Linked DNA regions of Mus musculus: regions 1 and 3 are each linked to region 2. Evidence: chromatin contacts called from public HiChIP or PLAC-seq and promoter capture Hi-C data. All regions are on one chromosome and are shown on one strand. Each heading gives the region's core, a stretch centred on a gene start, on an enhancer-like site or on the middle of the called end of the contact. The rest is flanking DNA. Distances are from core to core; before and after follow the strand shown.

Region 1 (3,658 bases), core at 858-3,357, 1.0 Mb after region 2:
CTGAATCATTATTAACAATGTTCAGATAGTCATGATGGAAGAGTGAGATGGAAGGATGGAATTTTCCAGGTAGTCATGGAGAAGAGCAGATTGTTTAAGGTGTGCGAACCCTGTGTTGTTTCCAATATTTATTCCTTCATCTTAGAGATGTCTAAGGGAATGTTACTGGCATGGTGGTTCTTGGAGCTTCTGGAAAATACATGTGGATCTTTGTCACCTGAGAAATGTGTCATGCAGAACAGCAAAATAAATTGGGGAAATAACAGAGGGAGAGAAGGGACAGCAACTTGGAATTGCTAAGGGGGCCTCAAACCATCATAAAGAAGTTAGGGAGATATTTTGCCAGGCATTTTCAGGGCAGAAGAAAGTCCATTTTTAATTCTCTGATCCAGTGTTTCAGGTTGTCAGGGAAAGAACACCATGAGAATCATAACAAGGCTGTAAATATGCTCGTGCATGCATCTCTGTGTATTGAAGATGCCAAACCAATGGCTTTGCCTCTGGCTTCATTTTCTTCACAGTGGAATCAGAGGTTACTTGAAACTCAATGCATTACCTTTGCTCTAAGGCTTTATTATTTTATTTTATTGTGCCAAAGGTGAGGACAGTTGGTTTCCAAGTAGTACAGCCATAGTTGCTAAACAACAGAGTAATTAGGTGTTTTTTAATCTTCAAATTTTAAATGGTGTACTAGCCCAGACATGAAAATGTTTTAGGAATCAAAGTGATAAACAAATTAAAATGTTGCCCCACTTTGGTGGCTACATCTAAACCCCACTAGTCTTTGAAGTATTCTCTTCGGTGCTTTACAGGCCCTGCCTCTCCCTCCTCATCTTACCGTGATAGCCCCATCTCTGTACTCATTTCTGAGTTTTCTCATTTTCCTGATAGTTACATTGAACCAGTCAGTCCTTGACCTCTTTTCCACCTAACACTTACTGCGTCATATCCTCAAGTCCTACAACCATAAACCTTATGAGATGATGAGATGGACCAAGTTAATCTTCCTAGTGTTTCTCTTCAATGTTAGGCCCATAAACCCAATGGCCTGCCTCTCAGGTCCACATGGCTCTGCAACATAGCCAGGGTCCTTTCCCCGGTGACTAGCTGCAGCAACACTGAGTCAGGTGACTTTCCATTGCTGTGACCAAATACCTGAGGTCACTTAGAAGTAAGAAAAGATGTATTCTGGTTCCTTGTTTCAGTCTATGAATCACTGACCCTGTAGATTTGGGAACATGGCACGTTATGACAGAGCATGCGGCAAATGATGTCTGTCACTATGAGGTGGCCAGAACACAAAGAGGAAGAGACGAACATCTCAATATTCCAGTTAAGGTCCTTTCTCCAATGGCCTTTCTTCTGGCCTCATTCCGAAAAGTTCCTGTTACGTCTCCATTATGACACAGCTTGGGGACCGGGGCCTCTGGGGACTAGCCTAGACCCAAATTATAGCACTTGCCTCGTCCCTAGTTTGTCCATCTTAGGGAAAATAGTTCTATTCAGTGGGCACCGTGGCCAGGAATCATTCTTGAATTTCTTTTCTCTCTTCCCCACCACATTCACTACGTTGGCAAATCCTGTTAGTTTTATCATTAGTCTTAGGCCAGGCTATATCACAAAATTCTATAGGCTGGTGACTTTTTTTAAAGCTCATTTATTTCTTGCAGTTTGGGAGGCTGGAAGCCTCAGCAAAAAGTTGAGCTCTAGTGAGGACTCCCTTTTAGTTGTAGACTTATAGGATCCTCGCTAGGAAAAAGATGGCCAGCCAGACTCCTGTCTTAGAAGGTCACCAATCCTATTCATTGATAGGCACACTCTCAACCTAATTAACTTTATAAAATCCCATCACTTCAAGATTATGGTTCCAACATATAAATCTGACAAAGAGACATAATTAGTACAGTCCATGGACTAGATAGAGCCACGTCTCTTTCAATATCTTCAGCACAGCTTCCCACCGCCAGCCTGCCAGCCTCACCCCATACTGGACTTTATTTCTTGTATTAAAAAAGATGACTCAAGTTGCTGTAAGTTCTACCACTGACTCAGATCCATGCCCAGATCTTCACTGTAGCCCACGGGATACACAGGATGCTGTGGTAATCTCTCAGCGTCCCTGGAAGCTTACTCATTCTACCATTTACTGCCCACTCCTGCCCACTCCCGACACATTCCTTTGTACTTCCTGTCTCAGAACTCAGTGATCTCAAACAAGACAACTCTGTGTCTCATTGGCTCCCTCTGTCCATTCAGACTTCTCCTTTGTCAGCGTAGAAAGGAGGCTTTTCCTACTCACCTTCTTACACACACACACACACACACACACACAAGAAAATCACACCCCCTCCCTTTCTGTCTTCTCCTTTTAGGGGTTATTTAAGTGATGGGAAATTGATTAAAGGCTTTCCACAATATACCCCAATTTGTTGTAAAGTAACTAAGAGGGAGGGTCAGAGAACAGAACCGGAGTGGAAAGAGAAGTAGGAAAAGAGGAGCCCCACAAGACTCTCTCTGAAGTGCGTCTTATTTTGTGTCTTCTCCAGCCCTCCCTTTTCTGGGATAGACCAAATGATGACCTACAATTTGATTCTCAAGGGAATCGAGAAAATGGATTTCCCCAGAAAGATAACAAGGCGCCCTGAGGATTTGATCCGGAGGCTTTGCAGGTGAGAATGACCATGGGCCACAGAGGAAGTGTGAAGGCTTCTGCTCCCCGTGCAATGCGGAGATGTTTTGCAATTACGTTTGTGCGTTCAGTACTTGGACATCTTATGTTGCTGTTGTAACTGAAGAAAGTTTTTAAGTTAAATATTTTTGAAAATATTTTTGCATGTGTATTTGTGCACGGGTGCATGCCTGGTGCCTTCAGAGGCTAGGCGATGTCATCATATCTAGAACTGGAGTTATAGACTGTTGTGAGTTGTCGTGTAGATGCTGGGGACCCATTACAGGTCCTCAGGAGAAACAGCAAATTCCCCTGACCATGGAGCTGAGCTGTGTCTCCAGCTCCCTAGTAGTCTTCTTTCCTTTTTGTTTTTTAACAGAGTTCAAGAAAAGATTTTTATTTATTTTTATTTTGTGTTTATAGGTATTTTACCTGTATGCATGTCTGTGCACCATGTGCATGTCCATAGAAATTAAAAAAGGGCATTGTTGTGTCTCCTGGGGCTGGAGTTAGAGACAGCTGTGAGTGCTCTACAGGTGCTTGGACTTGAACTTGAGTCCTCTGGAAGAATAGTCAATGTTTTCACCCACTGAGCTATCTCTCCAGCCCCTTCGTAGTCTTTAAGAAAATGTACTTTTCCAGTCTTCTTTTAAATTATTTCAGCCTTTGACTTACTATCGAAAACATCAATTTTCAGAGAAACATTGGAGACTTCTAGAGCTTTGTTTTGTTTGGCCCAAACTCCAATGCACTGCTGTGCCCCTGTCCCACCTTTGGAGATGTTTTTAAAGCATATAAAGTTAGTAAATCAAAAACATCAAACCTAGTTTGGGATTTGCAAATAGGAATACCTACACACTTCTGAGATTGCAGCTTGGATGTAAATGAAATCCTAACACATTTCCCAGTTTTCTCAGCAGCATTTGCAACTAAGTTTGCAAGCTAGTATTTATTCAAGTCTATCCACAGCTCATGCAGAGAACAGATAGA
Region 2 (3,847 bases), core at 169-2,668:
ATATTTGACTTGAGTCATCTTATTTGGTCAGTATTTTTGGATGGTAAAGAAAAACGTGGAATCACTTCTTTTTCGCCAATCATCTTGGTGGTTGCCTGTCTGTGATTTGCTCAATGTTGAAGACATTTCCACTATTTGATGCATATTCTTTCATTTTATGGATTCTGTAACAAACTGTAGTGATAAATCTTGTTTTAATCGTTGGGATTTTCAGATTATGTACAGTTACTGTAAATTGACTTAAAGTACACCATGGGAAGCATTTATTTAAAATTTTTTTATGTGTTTTGCTAAGGGGTAATGCCAGGTTGGCCTCAACAGTCCTTCCTCCCTTCTCTGGGATCACAGTTCTGGGATTACAGCGTGTACCTAATTAGCTGGGCTGAAGTCCTGTCCCTGTATGCTGTCTTTTGTAAACTTCTCCAAACCCTGTTTGGAAACTGGATACTTACTAAGCAGTCGAGTGGTTGACGACAAAAAAAACCAAACCAAACCAAACCAAACCAAACCAGAAATTCCATTTTCTTCTAAGTCTTGCAGGAAGCTTCAAAGTCTAACTCCTGAGTAGGAATTCCAATAGGTTTCTTAGCGATTAATTTTAAAATCGTGAATCACACGCCTAACGGCGTTTCATTTTTTTCTTTTTATAAAATCGCCACCTCAACACCACAAACCCAGAAACCTCGTAAAGATGATTCATGACATTTATATATCCTGTTTAATACAAGGACTGTAACTCGTAAAAAAAAAGGAGCCCTGGAGTCGACCTTAATACATACACTTCCCAATCCATAGTGACTTCAAAGAATCGTGGCCGGCGTTAGGCTCTTGTAATAACGGAGGCAAAGCTTAAGACTAGGGAAGCAACTCTGAGAAGAGGCAGCCTCGACCATCAAAGCCGCCTTTGGACAGCGCCGCGGCGGAGCCTCAATGTCACCCGGCGCAGGGACGGCGGAGCACTGCACAGGCGCGGCCCGCTGCCCCACGCAGGTCCCGGGGCCCACAGCCGTGGCTCCCTGAGGGCAGCCTCCACGAAGTCTCCGCTGGGGATGGACGAACCACACCCCTCCAGGTCGGCCGCGCCTGCCAACCAAAGCCGAGGAGCGGCCGGTGACTCCAGGAATCCGCGGAAGGGCGGGGCCAAGGGACGGGGGCGGGGGAGGCCTCTCTAGCCGCGCCCTCGAACCAGCGCTCCTTGTTCTCGATGGTACCCGCGCGCCCCTCTTGCGCACGCCACTTCCGGTCCTCTTTAAAGGCCCGCGCCGCGCGACCGCGGGGCGTGAGAGCCAGTCGGAAAGGGACGGGGAGGGCGGGGCCTGCGCGGGGGGCGGGGCCTAGCGGTGGACGGGGGCGGGGGAGGCGCAAAGGGCGCGCTCCGGAGCCACGTGACCGGGACGCGCCGTTCTTCCGTCGGCCATTTTAGGTGGTCCGCGGCGGCGCCATTAAAGCGAGGAGGAGGCGAGAGTGGCCGCCGCTGCTACTTCATTCTTTTTTTTTTCAGTGCAGCCGGGGAGAGCGAGAGAGCGCGCTGCGCGAGAGTGGGAGGCGAGGGGGGCAGGCCGGGGAGAGGCGCAGGAGCCCTTGCAGCCACGCGCGCGCCTTGTCTAGGGTGCCTCGCGAGGTAGAGCGGGCATCGCGCGGCGGCGGCGGGGATTACTTTGCTGCTAGTTTCGGTTCGCGGCGGCGGCGGCGTCGGCGGGTGTCGTCTTCGGCGGCGGCAGTAGCACTATGTCGGAGGAGCAGTTCGGAGGGGACGGGGCGGCGGCGGCGGCAACGGCGGCGGTAGGCGGCTCGGCGGGCGAGCAGGAGGGAGCCATGGTGGCGGCGGCGGCGCAGGGGCCGGCGGCGGCGGCGGGAAGCGGGAGCGGCGGCGGCGGCTCTGCGGCCGGAGGCACCGAAGGAGGCAGCGCCGAGGCAGAGGGAGCCAAGATCGACGCCAGTAAGAACGAGGAGGATGAAGGGTGAGTAAGGGGCGGCCCCGGGCAGCCGCTCGCCAGGCCCCCTCCCCCTCCCCGCCATTAGGCCTCGCTCCCGCGACCGCCCGCCCGCCCGCAGGCCCCAGTGCAGTCGCCCCCTCGGCCGCCCCTCTTGTACCTCGGGCTCCCCCCCGGGCCTGCATCTCCTTCCCTGCCTGCTCGCCCCCTCCCCCATCACACACGTTTCCACCTTTAGCCGTCACCATGCTACTCCGCGGCCCGCCCTCTTTCCTCCCTCGCCGCGGGTCTCCTCCCACCGATGTGGCCGCCAGGATTTTTTCCCGCCTGTCGGAGCTTACCCTCCCACCCCACCCCCACGTCTCCCGGATTTCTAACCTCTTAGGCTTAAAAATGCAAACGCACAGAAAAGCTTTTTACCAGGGTTGCCAAGGTTGGTCGGGCGCTTCGCCCTCGCCCCCGAGACGGTGCGATTATTGACACGCTCTTGCTTTGGGAAAGCTGTAGGCTGTCCACCTCTCTTTTCTCCCGCGTCGGCCGCAGGCCATTGCTTTTAAATAGTTTTCGTCTTAGGATTCGTTCGTTCTGTCCACTTTACGCTGTCACCACGACACGCTCCTACAGGCCCTGCGTTTGTGCTGTAGACAGACCGGGCCTGCCAAAGTCCCTGGTCTGCTGGCGCGTTGGTGTGGCTCCGCGGGCTCCATTTAAGTCCTTCCTGGTCGATGGGGCCTGTACTTGACTGGGGCTCTTCCACCTCCCGCCTGCGGTTGCCCTTCCCCCATTCTGCCAAGTTATTCTCTCTATGCACCCTTTTCGCGCCCTCAGATTCTGGGTTGCCTATTTGTACAGATTGTAGTCTTTCCTTATTTAGTCTGTGCAACTACATTTTTTACATCTCTCTCCCGCCTTTTCAGTGCCCAGGAGCCTGTTTTGGTTTCTTCTCAGTCTCACCCTCTCACTATTGTTCAAAGGAGCCCACTCACCCTTTAATACGCAATAAATCCTGTGGTGGTCAATGAATTAGTTTTTTTCAGGTTTTTTTAAAATACTAACTTGCTTCCTTTAATTGAAGTAACTTATATCGCCACCAGAAGCTGCTTTTAATAATGTTAAAATGCAGCCTTTGGGAGCTGAGTATCATTCAGGAGACAAGGAAAGGGGGTTCGATCCGGGTCCTTAGATTTTCTTGTTCCCATTACAGATTGCTGATCTTGAGTTATGGTTTCGATACTTTTTATAGTGGGGCTGTGCGTATGCAATTTTTTTCACTATAACCAGGAGAAAGTTTTGGTGGGGAGTTTTTAGAAAGGTGTCATTTTAACCCGTGATTTCCACTACTGGTTAAGAGTATAAAATTTGTAGGGGTGTTGGGACAGTGGAGAAGGACTTGGAGTATAATGTTTAAGAAAATCTCAGTTCAGGCTGATTCTCTGCAGTCTGCTAATGGTTGTACTGGCTTTAGTGGGGAGTTGAGGGTGGGATGGGAAGTGAATTTAATTAAATGGAACTAATATTGAACGATGTGTGGCTTAATTTGAGAAGGGAATACATGTTAAATATTTGAAGAAATTAAGGTTTTTTTTTTTTTTAACATTTTGGTTTTTGCTTTCTGAATTCTGTTCTTTGGACAGAGGCACCAAAATGGTTAATTTGTAACTGGGGCAGGCTTTCTATTACCCTTGAGTTTTGAAGTTAGAAAGTAGCTAGCTGTTTTTGAAGTTTTTTGTTGAACTGAAATATAAATGAATTAGTTTTTAACCCTAACAATGTCAAAAACTAAAACTAGAATTTTGATTGGTTGCTGTACCGGTTGTTAATTCCCTAGCCATTCAAACTCCTCCCCACGACACACTGAAGCAGCGGCGGCACAGCGGGAAGAATGGTAAAACTTTTACATTTTATTTCTGTCT
Region 3 (4,218 bases), core at 858-3,357, 1.8 Mb after region 2:
TTTGGTTTTTAGTGTAGAGGCTTCAGTGTACACCAGACACAAACATGATGTTCTCTAAGAACTGAAGTCAGAAGCCAAGATGACAGCGACTTTTCATAAAGAACCAGTTGGTTCCTCGGTATCTTTGTCTCAGGATCACTCCCAGATAGACATGTGTGGACACGGAGGCCTTTGATATACCATCAGCAAACCTCGGTCTTTCAAATTGTATTACTTGATAGATTCTCTATGTGTCCTTAATGGATGATAGGAAGCTTGAAGTTCTAGAATGTAGGACATCCCTTGGGGGAAGTATCACTACTAGATCCTAAAGTGGGCTTAAAAAATGCAGATTGGTCACTTATGTGGAGAGTAATTCTTTTCCTTCTGGAAGAGACACCTACAAAGTTCTGACAGGGAACCTGTATGGCAATTACTGCACCTAAGTGATTTGTCCTTGATCCTTAAACCCAACACCTTTCAGATAGAGAATCTTCAAGTGACAATCAACACCCTTAGGCTCAAAACTGGCTTGTAGTTAATACCTGCAGAGGAAGCTGTGGTCTCCTTGCTTCTTTTCAAGGAGTCAACGAAAAGGCATCAACTATCCAAAGTATTATACTGACCTAAAAATATTTTTTGTAAACTTTCCAAATATTTGCTTTGAGGAAAATAGTTATTTATTGTCAAAGCATCCAACATACCTGGATAAACTATACCGTTTAATAAATCTCTTAGGGATAGAAGAAACACATAACTATTCAGACTCCATGTCACTGGCACAAAATTACACTTTGTATTAAAAGGGAATACATATTTACATCATTGATGACATTCTTCACTGAAGTCCATAATCATTTCATGATACATGCACTTCCCCCTGGAAACTTAAACCGAATGGCGCCCCCCTTTTTATCCATTTTGTTTATTTTTGTAAGAACACAGCTGTCATCAGGAAATGCAGAACGCATCTCCTCTTCCTCCATTACTTTATATCTAAAATAAACTTTGTCCTTACATATAATTATTACATCTAAACCATAAGTGCTTAATAATTTAAGTAGAAACGTATGACAAATGCATCAATATGTTGCAATATATGACATTTTTTTAAAAATGTACTTTTGTTTTTGGGAAAGTGAAAATTCGTGCATTCAAAAGAAAACCCCGCTCAAACAACCCACCCAATCCAAAATCCACCATCCTGTGCATCGTGTGCGTGCGTCCGTGTGTGCGTTCGTGCGTGCGTGTGTGTGTGTGTGTGTGTGTGTGTGTGTGTGTGTGTGTGTGAAATTAAACATTTGGATGATGAGGCTCCTGGCGAGGGGAGGGACCTGTGTGTGCACGTGTTTGGTTGCAGTGTTTGGGGGCATAAGGTAGTGGTGGATGTCATCCTCGCGTGTCTGCTCCTGCAGGTGGCTTGACTGTGCGTGCACACGCGTGGAAAGCCGGAGTCTTTTACGCAACAATTAATTATGCGAGGTCATGTGCCGGGACAGGTGGTGACGCTCCCTGAAGGACTCGTTGCAAATGGGGCACTTGAGTTTCTCCTCCCGCCGCCGCTTCACCAGGGGCTCCATGGCATACTCCTTTTTGTGGTGAGACCGCATATGGTACACCAGGTCGGAGGTCATGCGGAAGGAGGCGTTGCATTTGGCGCACCAGTTCTGCGCGGGCAGACACAGCGAAGTGAAGGAGGGCGGCAGCAGGGTGAGCGCGGAGGGCAGTTGCAGCTGCAGGGGCCCGGCGGCGGCCGCCGCCGCCGCTGCCGCCGCAGCCGAGCTCTTGGGCCAGAAGGCGGTGGCGTAGAGGAAGGGGCTCTGCTTGGGCAAGCCACCGCCACCGCCGCTCGCCAGGGGCCCGCAGGCTCCGTTCAGGTCCGCTGCCCCCTGCAGCTTCACAGCCAGCGGATCGGCGGCGGCCGGGTAGAGTCTGGTGGGACCCACGCCGTCTCCCGGGTGACACGGCTCGAGAGCGCCCAGCTTCTGGCCGAGGACCAACGGGGACAGCTGCGAGAAGGAGCGCGCGGGCTGCGAGAAGGCGCTCTTCCGCTCGTCCGATGCGGCCGTTTGGCCGCCCCCCGAGCCCCCCGCAGTCCCCGCGGTCCCCGCGCCGCCACCGCCGCCCAGCTGCGACACCGAGGTGAAGGCGCTGCCGCGCGCGGGGCTCCCGCCCTCCAGCCGTCCGGGCAGAGAGCCTCCGGGACGCGGAGCCAGCAACTTCTCGGGGGCCCCAGGCGACCCCGCCGCGGGGGTGGACGAGCCGTTGCTGCCGCCGCCGGCGACACCGCCTCCCGCGTCGGGGTCCTCGGCCGTGCCCCCTGCGCCGTCTGTCGCCGCCGCCTCCTCCTGCAAGCCCACCGCGCGGCCCGCCTTCTTCACCTCCACGAAGGCGCTGCGCTTCGCCTCGCCAGTCTCCGGGCTGGGCGGCGCGAAGAGCCGGCCGTTCTCCTCCAGGCCGAAGTAGCTGCCGGCGGCGCGGTACTGCTGCGGCGTGCACACCAACTCCTCCTTGGAGGTCGCCAGCGGCCTCTCGGAGAAGCGCGCACGGCCGCCCGCCAGCCCCGCGCCGCCGCCCTCCGCCGCCGCCTCCTCTGGGAACCGCCTCTTGCCTTTGCAGCCGCCGGTGGCGACGCCGTCGGGACTCAGCTCCGCCTCCTGGTGGCCGCTGCCGCCACTGCCGACGCCCGGGGCCGCTACGCAACTGCTGCTTCCCCGGGAGTTTTCCAGTTCCCGAGCCAAGTTGTGGAAGTCCGTGGACGGCTTGGCGCTGCCGGCACCCGCGGAGCCCGGCGGGTTGCTCGCCTCCGGGGATGACGCGGGGTAGTGGTGTATGGGGCCGGCTTTGCAGAACTTGGGGCCCGGGATCAACGGCGCCTCCTGTTGCTGCTGCTGTTGCTGCTGCTGTTGCTCTTTACCACCGCCGCCGCCGCCGTGGTCCTTAGTGCCCAAGCCGCCCCCTTGCTCGTCTTGGGGATTCGCATCAGTGCTGTGAAGTCTCTTGGGGCAGCGGAATCGCAGATGTGCCACATAGGGGAACTCAAACTGGAAACGTTGGCTGCATTCCAGGCATGTGTAAGGAGACGACCCTGCTTAGTGAGCAAACACACACACACACACACACACACACACACACACACACACACACACACACACCCCACATGGTTAGTTAGCATCGCCCCTAGGCCACTTAGCCATCCTCCCCATAACAAATCCACTTTATCTTTCTGGGCTGAGTGCCCAAAAAAATGAATACACTATCCTATTTGGTGCAACTTACTTTCTTGATTTGTGCATTTACTAAGTCAAACGCTCCCCAACTTTTCCTTCCCCTTCTGTCCTAGTTCCATTCGGGACAACACCTCAGAAGCTTCGTCCACCCTATGATGTGCAAGGTGAGCCCAGGCACCCGAGCCAACCTACCGTTCATTTTGTGAGCTCTAGACGGGCAGAGCAAGAGCAATTCAGTCAGTTCTTTCCCGTACCAAACTAGTAACTCTTCATCTTTGGCAATCCTGCGGAGAGAGCGGTAGAACAGCTGTCCATTTTTTATATAAGCTTCGAGATTCTGTTCTTCCTTATCTCGGGCTGATTGGACCAGCCGCAGCCACATGAGACCTTCTGAGGAACCATTTGCCGCCGAAGTGTCTACCTACAGTATTTAAGAAAGACAAGAAGAGAGGGATCCACGTGAAAGACGGCAACCAGAGAAACCAGAGATATTTCATCTGTCTGGCTTTTGTTCTTTCCAAACAATTATCTGAAACCAAGTTTGCAAAAGTTGACCAAAGTCGAACTGCATCCCTGCATTTGTGGTCAATGGGCACAGTGGCCATCCTTTGCAATATTGGGTCAGTCTTACAGAGTAGCCTCTTTAGAATCTCCCTTTCAGTTACCTCACATGACAAAAGGAGAGGAAATTTCCCGTGTTTCAGAAGTAAAAGGCAAGTTCGGGTCTTAGTAATTATTCTATGGCACTCACGCCCATCTTCCTAACTGACATGAAGGACTAACAGCTTTACTTCATGATGAAAGACTAGGAACTCTGGGGTGGGGAAACTGGGAGTAACATTTAGCATGTAAATAAATAAAATAATTAATAAAAAAAGAACTACTAGGAAGAAAGAGGCCTGTTACAAACACAAACGTGGATTATAGATGCTTTGCTGCCAAAACAATTAACGTTTTAATTTAAATACAAACTCTGAACACTAGCTAATGTTAACTAAAGAAAGCAATA

Evidence for each region. Promoter capture Hi-C pulls out the DNA fragments that hold promoters and counts their contacts. HiChIP or PLAC-seq counts read pairs in DNA pulled down with a chosen protein or histone mark.
Region 1: a contact with region 2 is called in an HNF4G HiChIP or PLAC-seq map of pancreatic cancer cells. The contact joins the enhancer-like site here to the promoter of 4930524J08Rik in region 2. A contact is called at or near these places in 3 of 39 promoter capture datasets (the 3T3-L1 cell line and hippocampal neurons) and 2 of 115 datasets of contacts at active chromatin or transcription factors (embryonic forebrain and pancreatic cancer cells).
Region 3: a contact with region 2 is called in a promoter capture Hi-C map of hippocampal neurons, with 8 times the contacts expected there. The contact joins the promoter of A730035I17Rik here to the promoter of 4930524J08Rik in region 2. A contact is called at or near these places in 1 of 39 promoter capture datasets (hippocampal neurons) and 1 of 115 datasets of contacts at active chromatin or transcription factors (astrocytes).

What each region holds. Positions count from the first base shown.
Region 1 is chr5:98,942,425-98,946,082 of GRCm38.p6, reverse strand. It overlaps Prkg2 (protein kinase, cGMP-dependent, type II), which reads left to right. Exons shown (of 19, transcript NM_008926.4): 16 at 2,547-2,669. Among named protein-coding and RNA genes, the nearest start is that of Gm42123, 53 kb to the right of the region's middle. Within about 2 kb of position 2,107, at least 46 of the 459 cell types and tissues checked have an H3K27ac peak or open chromatin away from gene starts, as enhancers often do. A contact at or near this core is called in pancreatic cancer cells, where this site is marked.
Region 2 is chr5:99,976,506-99,980,352 of GRCm38.p6, reverse strand. 4930524J08Rik reads right to left here and starts at 1,418. Exons shown (of 2, transcript XM_030254981.1): 1 at 1,401-1,418; 2 at 687-1,316. The coding sequence starts at 1,418. The coding sequence ends at 801. Hnrnpd (heterogeneous nuclear ribonucleoprotein D) reads left to right here and starts at 1,415. Exons shown (of 9, transcript NM_001077265.2): 1 at 1,415-1,961; 2 at 3,763-3,819. The coding sequence starts at 1,729. It overlaps Gm42127 (a long non-coding RNA gene), which reads left to right and starts at 3,826. Exons shown (of 2, transcript XR_880475.1): 1 at 3,826-3,847.
Region 3 is chr5:98,183,873-98,188,090 of GRCm38.p6, reverse strand. It overlaps A730035I17Rik (RIKEN cDNA A730035I17 gene), which reads left to right and starts at 2,107. Exons shown (of 3, transcript NR_153823.1): 1 at 2,107-3,047; 2 at 3,323-3,373. Prdm8 (PR domain containing 8) reads right to left here. Exons shown (of 4, transcript NM_029947.2): 3 at 3,402-3,630; 4 at 643-3,067. The coding sequence ends at 1,449.